Regions from separate parts of the Oncorhynchus mykiss genome. Here region 1 is linked to region 2. The links are chromatin contacts, called in public Hi-C maps. All regions are on one chromosome and are shown on one strand. The core of a region is the stretch at or near the end of the contact, and the rest is flanking DNA. Distances in the headings are between cores, read along the strand shown.

What was found. A called contact is a pair of places that touch in the nucleus more often than the background predicts.
Region 1: a contact with region 2 is called in a Hi-C map of liver, with 3 times the contacts expected there. The contact joins the promoter of mrpl4 here to the promoter of LOC110485861 in region 2. A contact is called at or near these places in 2 of 3 Hi-C or Micro-C datasets (blood and liver).

What each region holds. Positions count from the first base shown.
Region 1 is chr13:20,295,815-20,301,360 of USDA_OmykA_1.1, forward strand. It overlaps mrpl4 (39S ribosomal protein L4, mitochondrial), which reads right to left and starts at 2,783. Exons shown (of 9, transcript XM_021557081.2): 1 at 2,541-2,783; 2 at 2,332-2,413; 3 at 1,971-2,142; 4 at 1,785-1,836; 5 at 284-401; 6 at 1-50. The coding sequence starts at 2,588. si:ch211-69b7.6 (neuroblast differentiation-associated protein AHNAK) reads right to left here. Exons shown (of 6, transcript XR_005035489.1): 6 at 3,991-4,061. It overlaps LOC110485877 (neuroblast differentiation-associated protein AHNAK), which reads right to left. Exons shown (of 5, transcript XM_036940555.1): 5 at 3,026-5,546. The coding sequence ends at 3,355.
Region 2 is chr13:20,134,457-20,140,806 of USDA_OmykA_1.1, forward strand. It overlaps LOC110485861 (TAF5-like RNA polymerase II p300/CBP-associated factor-associated factor 65 kDa subunit 5L), which reads right to left and starts at 3,284. Exons shown (of 5, transcript XM_021557061.2): 1 at 2,918-3,284; 2 at 2,280-2,421; 3 at 1,927-2,031; 4 at 988-1,769; 5 at 1-831. The coding sequence starts at 2,418. The coding sequence ends at 34. It overlaps LOC110485860 (nuclear pore complex protein Nup133), which reads left to right and starts at 3,342. Exons shown (of 26, transcript XM_036940548.1): 1 at 3,342-3,575; 2 at 3,671-3,786; 3 at 3,922-4,025; 4 at 4,263-4,367; 5 at 4,605-4,736; 6 at 5,846-6,016; 7 at 6,115-6,270. The coding sequence starts at 3,448.

The DNA.
Region 1 (5,546 bases), core at 1,533-4,032, 160 kb after region 2:
CAACATGTAGTAAAAACTAGTTGGTCCTCTGGGTCCATGAGAAACACCACCTGCAAAACAGAAATGATGTAATTCTAATTGTTTTAAATCTCTCCAATGACTTTGGCTCTTAGCTGGGACTGTTCCTTCTTTTGGGCTGACTGATATTTAAATGACAGATTTGTCCATGTTCATTCTTGGAATTGGCATCTGAAAATGTAATGTTTTGTCACTGTGCGTTGAACTGCTGTCCTCCACTTATCACAATACTACTGACTTGGCCCATACAGACTGAGACCCTCACCTCCTCTCCATATAGGCGACCTGATGCTTCCATGTCGTGCTTTGCCACTTCCCTTCTGTCTCCAGGGTTTCCTTCCTCCACCTCTCACCTCCGATCTGACCTTAGTGTGGGCATGGCTCTACGGGAGATTTTCAGTTATTATAGTAGGAGCAGATGCATTTAGTCAAATCTAGCTCAAAAGTACAGAGTAGAGGTTGACGATTAATCGGAATAATCTGTATTAATCTGTATTTTTGGGTGCCGATTTGCCGAAAAATAAAAAGATGTTCCCTTCCATATACCTTTATTTAACTAGGCAAGTCAGTTAAGAACACATTCTTATTTTCAATGACGGCCTAGGAACGGTGGGTTAACTGCCTTGTTCAGGGGCAGAACGACAGATTTTCACCTCGTCCGCTCGGAGGATCCAATCTTGCAACCTTAGTTAACTAGTCCAACGCAATAATGACCTGCCTCTCACCTGTTACGCGAATGCAGTTAGCCAAGGTAAGTTGCTAGCTAGCATTAAACATATCTTATAAAAAACAATCAATCATAATCACTAGTTAACTACACATGGTTGATGATATTACTAGATATTATCTAGCGTGTCCTGCGTTGCCTATAATCTGACTGAGCATACAAGTATCTGACTGAGCGGTGGTAGGCAGAAGCAGGCACGTAAACATTCATTCAAACAGCACTTTCGTGCGTTTTGCCAGCAGTTCTTCGTTGTGCATCAAGCATTGCGCTGTTTATGACTTCAAGCCTATCAACTCCCGAGATGAGGCGTAACCGAAGTGAAATGGCTAGCTAGTTAGCGCGCGCTAATAGCGTTTCAAACGTCACTCGCTCTGAGCCTTCTAGTAGTTGTTCCCCTTGCTCTGCATGGGTAACACTGCTTCGATGGTGGCTGTTGTCGTTGTGTTGCTGCACAGGAGGAGAGGGACGGAAGCTATACTGTTACACTGGCAATACTAAAGTACCTATAAGAGCATCAATAGTCAAAGGTTAATGAAATACAAATGGTATAGAGGGAAATAGTCCTATAATTCCTATAATAGCTACAACCTAAAACGTCTTACCTTGGAATATTGAAGACTCATGTTAAAAGGAACCACCAGCTTTCATATGTTCTGAGCAAGGAACTGAAACTTTAGTTTTCTTACATGGCACATATTGCACTTTTACTGCAACACTTTGTTTTTGCATTATTTAAACCAAATTGAACATGTTTCATTATTTACTTGAGGCTAAATTGATTTTATTGGTGTATTATATTAAGTTAAAATAACTGTTCATTCAGTATTGTTGTAATCGCCATTACAAATAAATAAATCGGCATCGGCTTTTTTGGTCCTCCAATAAATAGGTATCGGCGTTAAAATCATAATCGGTCGACCTCTCGTACAGAGCTTTGGGTATAAACCTACAGAAATATGCCTGTACTTCTCATCACCTCATTTTTATAATATGGTCATAACAGCAGTCTGAGAAAGTTCATTATTGGTTTGCTACTTACAATTCTCTTGAAATTTCTCTGCCAGAGTTCAACTTCGTGGAGTATGTCAATCCTGGTGGGAACAAAATAATTTGTGTCACTGTTCCCACCAAACGATAAAGCACTGAATATGTAAGTCTCTCTGGATAAGAGCCTCTGCTGAATTACTTAAATGTAAATACAATGGCTAGACATTGACAGTTTTACCTGGTAGGGACTGCAAAGACATCGGGATGGAGGTCAACCAAACCCAAAAGTTTACTGTCCCGCCTCTCCAACGTCTCCACCCATGTCTGTACTGGGCTCAGGTGTACAGGGACGGCAGCATCACACCTCCTCAACACAGGAAGACTGGAGTCTGATGGAGGAGGGGGCCTCTCTGGAAAGCGATCATAAAACATCAATAGCTTTCTTACATCTGACCTAGTTGGAAATTAATGCTCTGAAATGACAGACCAACATTGCATTCAAGAATGGGGGAATAAAACTTGATTCTTCAAATTCGCACCATCAGTTCAATGATCCATAGTGCATGATAGAAGGCAGTGAATGAAAAAGCAGACCTTACTTGCTCTTGCATGGTCCACGAGATTGGAAGGGATGCGTAAATTTGAGGGTAGAGCGTTCTCACCAGAGAAAGATGAAGATAACTAAAAAAAGGGACATCTGACAATGAGCTTTTATATGTGCCAGCAGTAATTTCAGCCACTACATCTTTATATATCCTCAATAAAGTGACAGCTAGCTAAGTTAGCATTAGCCTAGTTTAACGCTCACCATTTTAGAAATGCCTCTACCACACACTGCAACTGATATACGAAACATTTCTGTAAACCTAATTAAGACAACCAAATACGTGCGACTTCTTGAAAACAGTCTTTGAAGAGATCATATTCTGAAACAAACATGCATTTTCTAGATATTTCCAAATAAGAAAGGTCATTCGGCAATGCTGGTGTGTTGTCGCATACTGATGACGTTTATGTTGCGTAAACGCAAGCGTAATAAGACTGCCACCTAGCGGTGCGGAGGTAAACATCTCTAATAGGTGAAGCCATACTATAATTGTTTTTTCAAATATAAATATTTATACAAAAATAGCAGTTGAGTAAAAAAATAAATAATAATGATTCTCAGCTTGAAATTTTTAATTTTGCCAAACATTATTTCAATGTTAAAAAGTAAGGGAAATAATAAACGAAGCCTAGGCTAATGCATTTTGAAGTTGTTTTGAATTAATTCTTTTGTTGAATTCATGTAAAGAAAGATAAAACAAGGGTTTTATAAAAGTTTCGAAATCCCATTTTATTACAATGTAGCAAGTGTAGAGTAAAAATACCATTCAAATAGCTTATCAGCAGAACATAAACCTTTCATACATTTTTTAAATCACTTGACAAAAGAAAGCTTTACACATTCGTTCTCAACATGTTCATAACAAATGCCAAACAATTTACATTAAAAAAAGTACAAATATGTGAAAATAATCTGATGCTTGTTTTATACGTAACAGACGTTTTCTGCATTATGTTTCAACAGAAGATTGTGATTCAAACAAACCTAAAATGACATTTAGTCAGTTGTCTGAATGCTATATAAGCTTTGAAAGCCAGAATGTTGACCCTTTTAAGTTCTCATCTTCTGGAACTTCAAGGTCCACATTTGATGCACTGAAATCGAGACTTCTGAGTGTTTGAGATCGACGGTTTGACTCTTCCTTGTGCCGATTTTTCAGGCTCCCAGTTCCGTCTGGTACATCCCCTTTGACATGTTTGGGAAATGCAGTGACAAAATATGCTTCTTGATCTTCAGACATTTTGGGGTTTGAACCATGAGTACAATTTGGCATAGACATTACAATTTCAGACTGTTTTGGACTTCTCCTTTTTGTTCTGCCAGTTTCACCAGCTGGGGCTTTTCTATGATGTTTATTGCCCTTGAAGTCAGTTCTGCTCAAATTTAAATCTGTCTGTGAAACCTCTACTCCATACCCTGGCTGTGGGAGTTTAGGGACTGAGGCGTTAATACTGGCAAGACTTGAGTCTACATCAAGGTCTGGTATTCTTGTATGACTACCCAATTTAGTCTTAGATTTGGGAATTTTTAATTTCCCTGTGGGATCGTTAAGGTCTGAACCTCGCAGCTCCAAACCAGATGCTTCGTACTCAACTTTTGGCAAGTCTATATCTGCAATGGGATAACTGACCCTTCCTTTGACCTTCCTAGACTTACTATCAGTGTGTGGCAGTGTCTCTTCGGTATCTATGTCCATTGCTTGCAATTTTAAATGCGCTACACCTGGGATATCAGATCTGCGTTTACTATGAGATGCCACTTTGTATTCTGGGCCTCTGATATCAGCTTTGGGTAAACTCAGGCTGACATCTGGGTGACTAACTTTCAAGTCTGGTGCTTTTAGATCCACTTTAGCCTTTGGAGGAGAAATGTCATGTGTTTTCATAAAGTCCATATCTGTACCTGCCCTTAGGTTGGGACTTCCAAACTGAGGCAATTTAAAGGATTGCAGTTCAAATTTTCGAGATTGTATAGCAATGTCACTGTCTGGCAAATTGAGATCAGCTTGGGGGCCGTTGAGATTTCCAGAGGGAACATTTATGTCTAAATCTGGACTACCGATCCCTGTGTTTACTTTCGGGGCTGACAAGCTCAGGTCCGGTCCATCAATGTCTCCATCTATTCCAGCATCTGGACCATTCAGACCAGAAAGGCTGAATTTAGGCATTTTGAGGTGGGGCATTTTGAAATTCCCAGAGGGGGAATCAATGTTCATATCTGGAGTGTCTACATCTATCTTAGGGGCTTCTAGGTCAACTGTAGGTAGGTCCAGGTCCGGTGAACCAATCCCACCTTTCATCTTTGACAATTTCAAACCTATGTCAGCACTTATGTCTTGATCTGGTCTTTTTGGTCTAGACAACATAAATTTAGGCATTTCGGGCATTTTGAATGTAGGAGTGCTGATGTCAAAACCAGGGGTTTTGATGCTACCATTTTGCCTCTCTATGGTTGGAACTCTGAATCTACCTGAGGGCATATCTGGAGCATTGAGGTCTAGTTTGGGACCTCTGAGATGATCCTTAGGTAGTCTCAAATCTGGGGGGCTGATTCCCCCTTTTAGCTTTGGGGCTGAGAGATCAATATCAGGTAAGTCATAATCAGGTGCATCTACATTTGGCCCAGATAGCCCGAAATCAGGCATCTTCAAATCAGGAATTTTTAGACCTGTTTTGGGTCCTTTGAGATTAGCTATGGGGGCATTGATATCTTTTTCTGTGCCGTCTAAGTCTCCATCAATGTCAACATCTGGTCTCTTTAGGCCCCTGAATTTAGGCATTTTAAATTTGGGCATTTTGAATTTCCCAGAAGGTGCATTTATGTAAAGATCTGGGGTATTCACATCTAGTTTAGGGGCTTTGAGGTCAGCATCTGGTACATTCATGTCTGGGGAATCAATTCCCCCCTTTATCTTTGGGGCTTTGAGATTCATTTTTGTGGATTTTGGCATTTTACCAGATAGCCCAAATTTGGGCATTTTCAGGTGACCAGAGGGGTCATCAATGTCCAGATCAGGAGCATTCAGATCAACCGTTGGTTTCTTCAATGTAGGTACTTTGACTTTACCTGAGGGCATATTAAAGTTTACATCTGGTGCATTGAGGTCTAGTTTGGGGCCTTTGAGGTCAACATCTGGCAGATCCAAATCTGGGTGACTAATTCCCCCTTTAAACCTGGGGGCTGAAAGATCCAAGTCAGGCCCCTTAA
Region 2 (6,350 bases), core at 2,034-4,533:
AACTAAACAGACAGGCCAGACAAAACAAAATGTCTACTGTCCATGTTTTTCTTGCGCCGTTCCCGTCACCAGGAGCAAGTTACAGGCCATGAACTGGACGTTGAGCACGTTGCTGGTGTTTCCCGTGTAGAGCCCCACCAGCTCGCTGGACGAGCTATCCGCGTGGGTCGTCCCATGGGAGTTTCGGATGTCCCACACCCTGACTGAGTTATCCATGGAAGAGGAGGCCACCAGGCTGCTGTCGGGGCTGAACGACAGGCTGGTGACACTGTCTGTGTGGCCCCTCAGGTCCTTGACCAGAGCGCCTGAGGCCAGGTCCCACAGCTTCACCCGCTGGTCCTCGCCCGCCGACGCCAGGTACTTCCCATTGGGCGCGAAGGCTACAGACAACACAGGGCCGCGGTGGCCTGTGAACAGGCGCACTGACGCCCCCTGCTGGGTACTCCAGAGGCGGACAGTTTTATCCGTGGAGCCTGTGGCTAGGTAGTTTGAGTTGGGGTGGAACTTGACACAGTCCACATCTGCTAGGTGGCCGGCGTAGAGCCTCAGGGGGTATGTCCTGGAGAAGGTCCAGAGGCGGGCAGTGCGGTCGTGGGAGCCGCTGGAAAAGTAGAGGCTGCAGGGGCTGACGTCCACGTCCCAGACGGGGTAGGCGTGGCCCTGGTAGAGGGCCGTGTTGGTGAAGCTGCCTAGGTCCCAGTAGCGAATGGACGTGTCCTCCGAGCAGGACAGCAGGCCTGAGCTGTCTGTCAGGAAGGCCGTGCGGAACACCGGACCGCTGTGGCCACGCAGGGTCTTGATCTCGCTGCCCGAGCCGTCCTCTTCATCTGCCTGAATACAGAGGGGGAAAAGCGCATTGACATTTTCAGAGGAAACACCATTGTACTGCCTAGATATGTGAACATTTCCCATAATTTTCAGCAGGGATACCAACATCTTAAAATATACTATTTCTGTAAAAATCCTAACCAAAGAAAATCCTCTCACCTCCTCTTCCAGCACGTCGCATGCTAAGCGGATGTGTGATACGTCGGCCCGGTGTGGCCTGGCCTTCAGTTTCCTGGCCCTAAGGCTCCATAGCTTGACGGCCGAACTGTCGAACCCGGCGGCCAGCAGCTTGCTGTCGGCCGACACCTCTGCCGCGTTCAGCAGCTGCTCCGTGTGCTGGAAGGCGTAGAAGCACACGGTGGTGAGTGATGGTGGCCCCTCACGCACCTTCTTAATGCAGTCCTGCAGTGCCTCCAGGGCCACCTCGCTCTGCGGGATCCCTGTGGGGACCTCCACCCCCGCCGCCTCCCCTCGCTCAGGGCCATCCGATCCCGACCACGAGGAGGTAGAGTTGGGGGCCGTGGTGGCGGCCCCGGCGGCTCCCGCTCCCGTCGTCCCATACAGCTGGTAGTCGGTGCGTGGTGAGGAGGTGACCTCTACCTGGACGTGGGTGCTGAGGGCCCTACAGAGGGTACTGTTGTCTTCACTCTGCAGATAGCGTAACAAGTAACTGTAGGCCGGCTCCGTCAGGTTTACCACGTACTTGTGGTCAAGGAAGGCCAGGAGCTTAGGGTTGGCGTTGACATCCTGCTGGGTGAGGACGTGGCGAAGCTGCTCCACGGTGGAGCGCTGCTCGGCGTCCCCCAGGAAGAGGCCGTGGAAGCGGCTGTAGAAGCCATCCACCGCCCCCTTCAAGCTGCAGCGCACCATGTCCAGGTGGAGATAAACAAAGAGCGGGTACAGGACGCAGCTCACCTCCTGGCCCCATGGCAATGCCGCTTCTGGACCGGAGAAAATAAACAAAGAGTAAGGCCACGATCTTATGCCCACAGTAACTAGCATAGCATTTACAATATATTGCTTCATACTAAGTGGTAAGCTAGTATAATGTTGCAAAGCAGCGTACATATCATCAGTCTCTACACAATTGTGAAGTACCTGAGAGAAAATTGCGTAGTCTGGAAAATTGGGTCTCGTACTGTTGAGGGTCAGCTTGACAAGGGGCAGCAGAGACAATGTTTGCACACCCCGACTCTGCCTGCACTGCTCAAAGAAAGAGAGACAATTAATAAGATTAGGTATACGAGTAATCACCATGAGTGTTAATACTGTTAATACTCATCCTAAACTGAAAGATGATGCTTGAGCTTCTCAATAAGTAAGATTTGCTGAATCATGTCTGCAAAAATAGTTGGCATCATTCACCCATTCAATCTGTGATACTAGTTTCACTTGATTTGGTCACTGATCTTTGCATTTGATACCGGCCAGCTGCCAATTCAAAGCCTCACCTGTGAGGTTGGCAGCCATCTCCTCTGCGGACTGGGACAGTTTAGCCCCCTTCAGGGAACTTTCAGTATCCACATACTGCCTCCGCTTCAGGTACTGAGCTACAGTGTACTGGATCTGCTCCGTGCGTACCCGCTTCATAACCTGGGAAAACACAAAACAGTATAGCAGCCTGGACAAAAGTAAAAGGCTTTATCTGTGCATTAAGACGTTGTTTAGCTGATGTAACCTACTGCATTGCATTAACATGTTAGTTAACTCATTACAAACACTGCTAGAAACTAGATAGCTATATTTATAGCTTCCTGGGATTACATTGACCCACGAGTAATTCACTTCAGTGCTGTTGAAGAGAAAAATGGGCTATATGACTAGCTAACACTTGCCAACGGAACCATTCAATAAAACTGCTAGCCAGTGTTAGCAAGGGTCGCCATGGAAACTTGGGAGAATGTCCGTACAAGTGAGCAACAAATGCACTGGTAAAAATACGCACCAAACAGCTTAAGCAAAGAGTATTTATTGCAGTCCTGTCATTAGCAAAATAACGTTAGCCAGCAGCTAAAGTTAGCTAAACTAGGCCCTTCGAACTTTAAGCGGGTTTAGCGAAAAACATATCAACAACATCATGGCCACTCACTGCATATCGTGCTGATATTCTTCCTTGTCAGTTACATCTATTAAGGAAATTATATTTATGCAATGTGATTTGTTCTTATCACAAATATCCCGCTGCCTTTCGTAGCAACCCCATCATCATGTATGTCCACCCCTTCCATCAAATAGCAGCTCGCTCACATCTTGGAGTCATCGATTGATCGACTCGTCTTGCCTGAATGTGATGGCAGGAAATCTATATCGTGTTCTGTTTACTGCCAACCAATACACAACAACTAGCTACTTGCAAAAGGCAATCAATTTACAATCAGTAATAGTGTCATTTTAATTGAAGGTATTATTAATAAATGACAATGCTATTCGTAAAAAATGTATTAGTGTTCAAACAAATGTTTTCAATGGCACGATCTAGTGGACCAACTATGTACTGCGAATCTGAGTTTGTATTTCATGACGTATATTTCATGCGCCTGAAGTTTCATATTGTGCGCGCAAAATAAGAAGAGCTGTCTGGAGTTGAATGAATATTGAACATTTTGGGGCACAGCTACGATGTTTAGCCCTCGTTCTACCCCTAGTTCAGGCCGAAGGCAGTCCTCAAGAGGCACCGGTAGAAAGAGTCTCGCCGGTACACCTACAGGGCTTCTCTTTTCCCCACGTAGGACGTCGTTAGCAGCGAGGTGAGTGTCCATGCGCCATCATTGTCAACAATGTCTCTTGAGGCACAGTCACTCGTGGAGTGTTTTTTAAAAACTGCTCGCCTTCTCATTTCCAGATCAACTCCCACGCGTGTCCAGAGCTACTCAACTTCAGACGCACTCCACTTCGATGTCCAGACGTTTGGCTCTTCTCTACCTGTCAAAGTCATGGAGGCTTTGACAATGGCTGATGGTGGGTCATTGACTCTTTCCTGTCATTATCTCTCTGCGAGTTATACATACTGTAGAATGCATTGTACAGGTCATCCGGATCAATGCAGTCTGGCTGATGTTCTCTCCCACGGGTTCTGTGTTTTGTGTCCCTCAGCCGATGACCAGATCTCTGTGAAGGTGGATGAGAGTGGCTGGGCCTGGATGGTGTGTGGAGAGAGACTGATCATCTGGAAGATCTGCCAGACTGCTGTTGCAAAGGTACAGTCCATTAGGTCACACCGTAGCGAAACGCTTTGAAACGGAACACAAAATGAGTGCTCCTTATTGGGCAAGTCCAGGTAGAACCCTACCTCTTTGTGTCACTCCGTTTCAACACTGGATACACAACCCTGGTAGATAATTATGAGATATGCAACACATTGATACAGTGTGTCCTATAATTAAAAGAAAAACATGCATTGCCAATGAGTGAACTTTCTCTGTTGTGTCTCCTAGTTGTCAGTATGTAAGGGCCTCCAGCTGCCTACTAGTGAGTTTGCCTACTATGCTGATCTCGTCTCCATATCATCTCCCAGCCCTCTGGAGACTGCCAGTGTTCAGGTAATCAATGACTATCAGGAAACTAACCTATTCAACCTCCGAAAATGCAAAAAAGTTCCCACCTGTCTGCCTAATGACTTTGCTGTTACAGTAGCTTTTAAGCAGCTAGCCTGAGTGTCAGTGTCTTTCTGCTTTAGTCTACTCGTTGTCTTTGACAAGGCGTTGAACTGAAATTCCAATCGACACACCATCAGTCGTGGTTGTTTACTGTTGTGGGACTTTTTCTTGAATGCTCAGTCTATCTCTGTCATGGCGGTGGCTCCAGAGGGAACAGCCCGGTTCTGGCCCAGTTTGGCCCACGAGGGGAATTACACTGAGACTGTGGTCGACATGGGCGAAAACCTCTGCAACTTTGTTGTGGCTGTTAGGGTAAGTTGTTATGTTGTGTATGCGTTGTTCTTGTTTTGAATACAACGCTGCTCCCTCAATCACAGATAAAGATGTATAGAGCAGGTTCTCATTATTAGTGGATTGAGAATTGCCAACAAATTGTGTGTAAAACGGTAGCACACATTTTATTTTTTTTATTTTATTTTTATTTCACCTTTATTTAACCAGGTAGGCTAGTTGAGAACAAGTTCTCATTTGCAACTGCGACCTGGCCAAGATAAAGCATAGCAGTATGAGCAGACAACACAGAGTTACACATGGAGTAAACAATTAACAAGTCAATAACACAGTAGAAAACAAAGGGGGAGTCTATATACAATGTGTGCAAAAGGCATGAGGTAGGCGAATAATTACAATTTTGCAGATTAACACTGGAGTGATAAATGATCAGATGGTCATGTACAGGTAGAGATATTGGTGTGCAAAAGAGCAGAAAAATAAATAAATAAAAACAGTATGGGGATGAGGTAGGTGAAAATGGGTGGGCTATTTACCAATAGACTATGTACAGCTGCAGCGATCGGTTAGCTGCTCAGATAGCAGATGTTTGAAGTTGGTGAGGGAGATAAAAGTCTCCAACTTCAGCGATTTTTGCAATTCGTTCCAGTCACAGGCAGCAGAGTACTGGAACGAAAGGCGGCCAAATGAGGTGTTGGCTTTAAGGATGATCAGTGAGATACACCTGCTGGAGCGCGTGCTACGGATGGGTGTTGCCATCGTGACCAGTGAGCTGAGATAAGGCGGAGCTTTACCTAGCATGGACTTGTAGATGACCTGGAGCCAGTGGGTCTGGCGACGAATATGTAGCGAGGGCCAGCCGACTAGCGCATACAAGTCGCAGTGGTGGGTGGTATAAGGTGCTTTAGTGACAAAACGGATGGCACTGTGATAGACTGCATCCAGTTTGCTGAGTAGAGTGTTGGAAGCCATTTTGTAGATGACATCGCCGAAGTCGAGGATCGGTAGGATAGTCAGTTTTACTAGTTTTACATACATTTTGAACATATTTATCTGATTAAACATTATGTGCTGTTGATTTCATCCCACTTCTTCTCCTCCCTCATCCCACCATCCCTCTCTTCCCTCAGGGGGGTAGTTTCATCGTGTCATCCTACAAGGGCCAGATGATGCGCCTCGGGGCGGACCCCTCCGGAAAGCTGCAGCAGAGGGCGCTACAGCAGGGCCAGGGGGTGCTCTCCGGCATCGGACGCCGCGTCTCCAGCCTGTTTGGCATGCGCGCCCCGCTCACCAACAACAATGCACGTTTCTTCTAGTGGAGTCCTATGAATCCCCAAATGATGGTCATTAATTGGTAATATGGTGATATCAGCTCACAGACCCTCTCCTCCCTCTGTAGCTCCACAGTGTTCTGTGGGTGGGCGAGACGGGCTGCCTGTATACTCTGACCTCCTGTGGGCTCAGTAAATGGGAGGTGGATGAGGTCACAGAGCACCAGGTCCTCAGCTGGGACTCCAGCCGCGCTCTAACGGAGAGTGTCGCCGACGCCATCTGGGTAAGCAGAGCAACACTTTACATGAATGTTGTGTTGCGTTACTTTATGTCAGGTTGCGGTAAATCACGGTGCGTTACTTT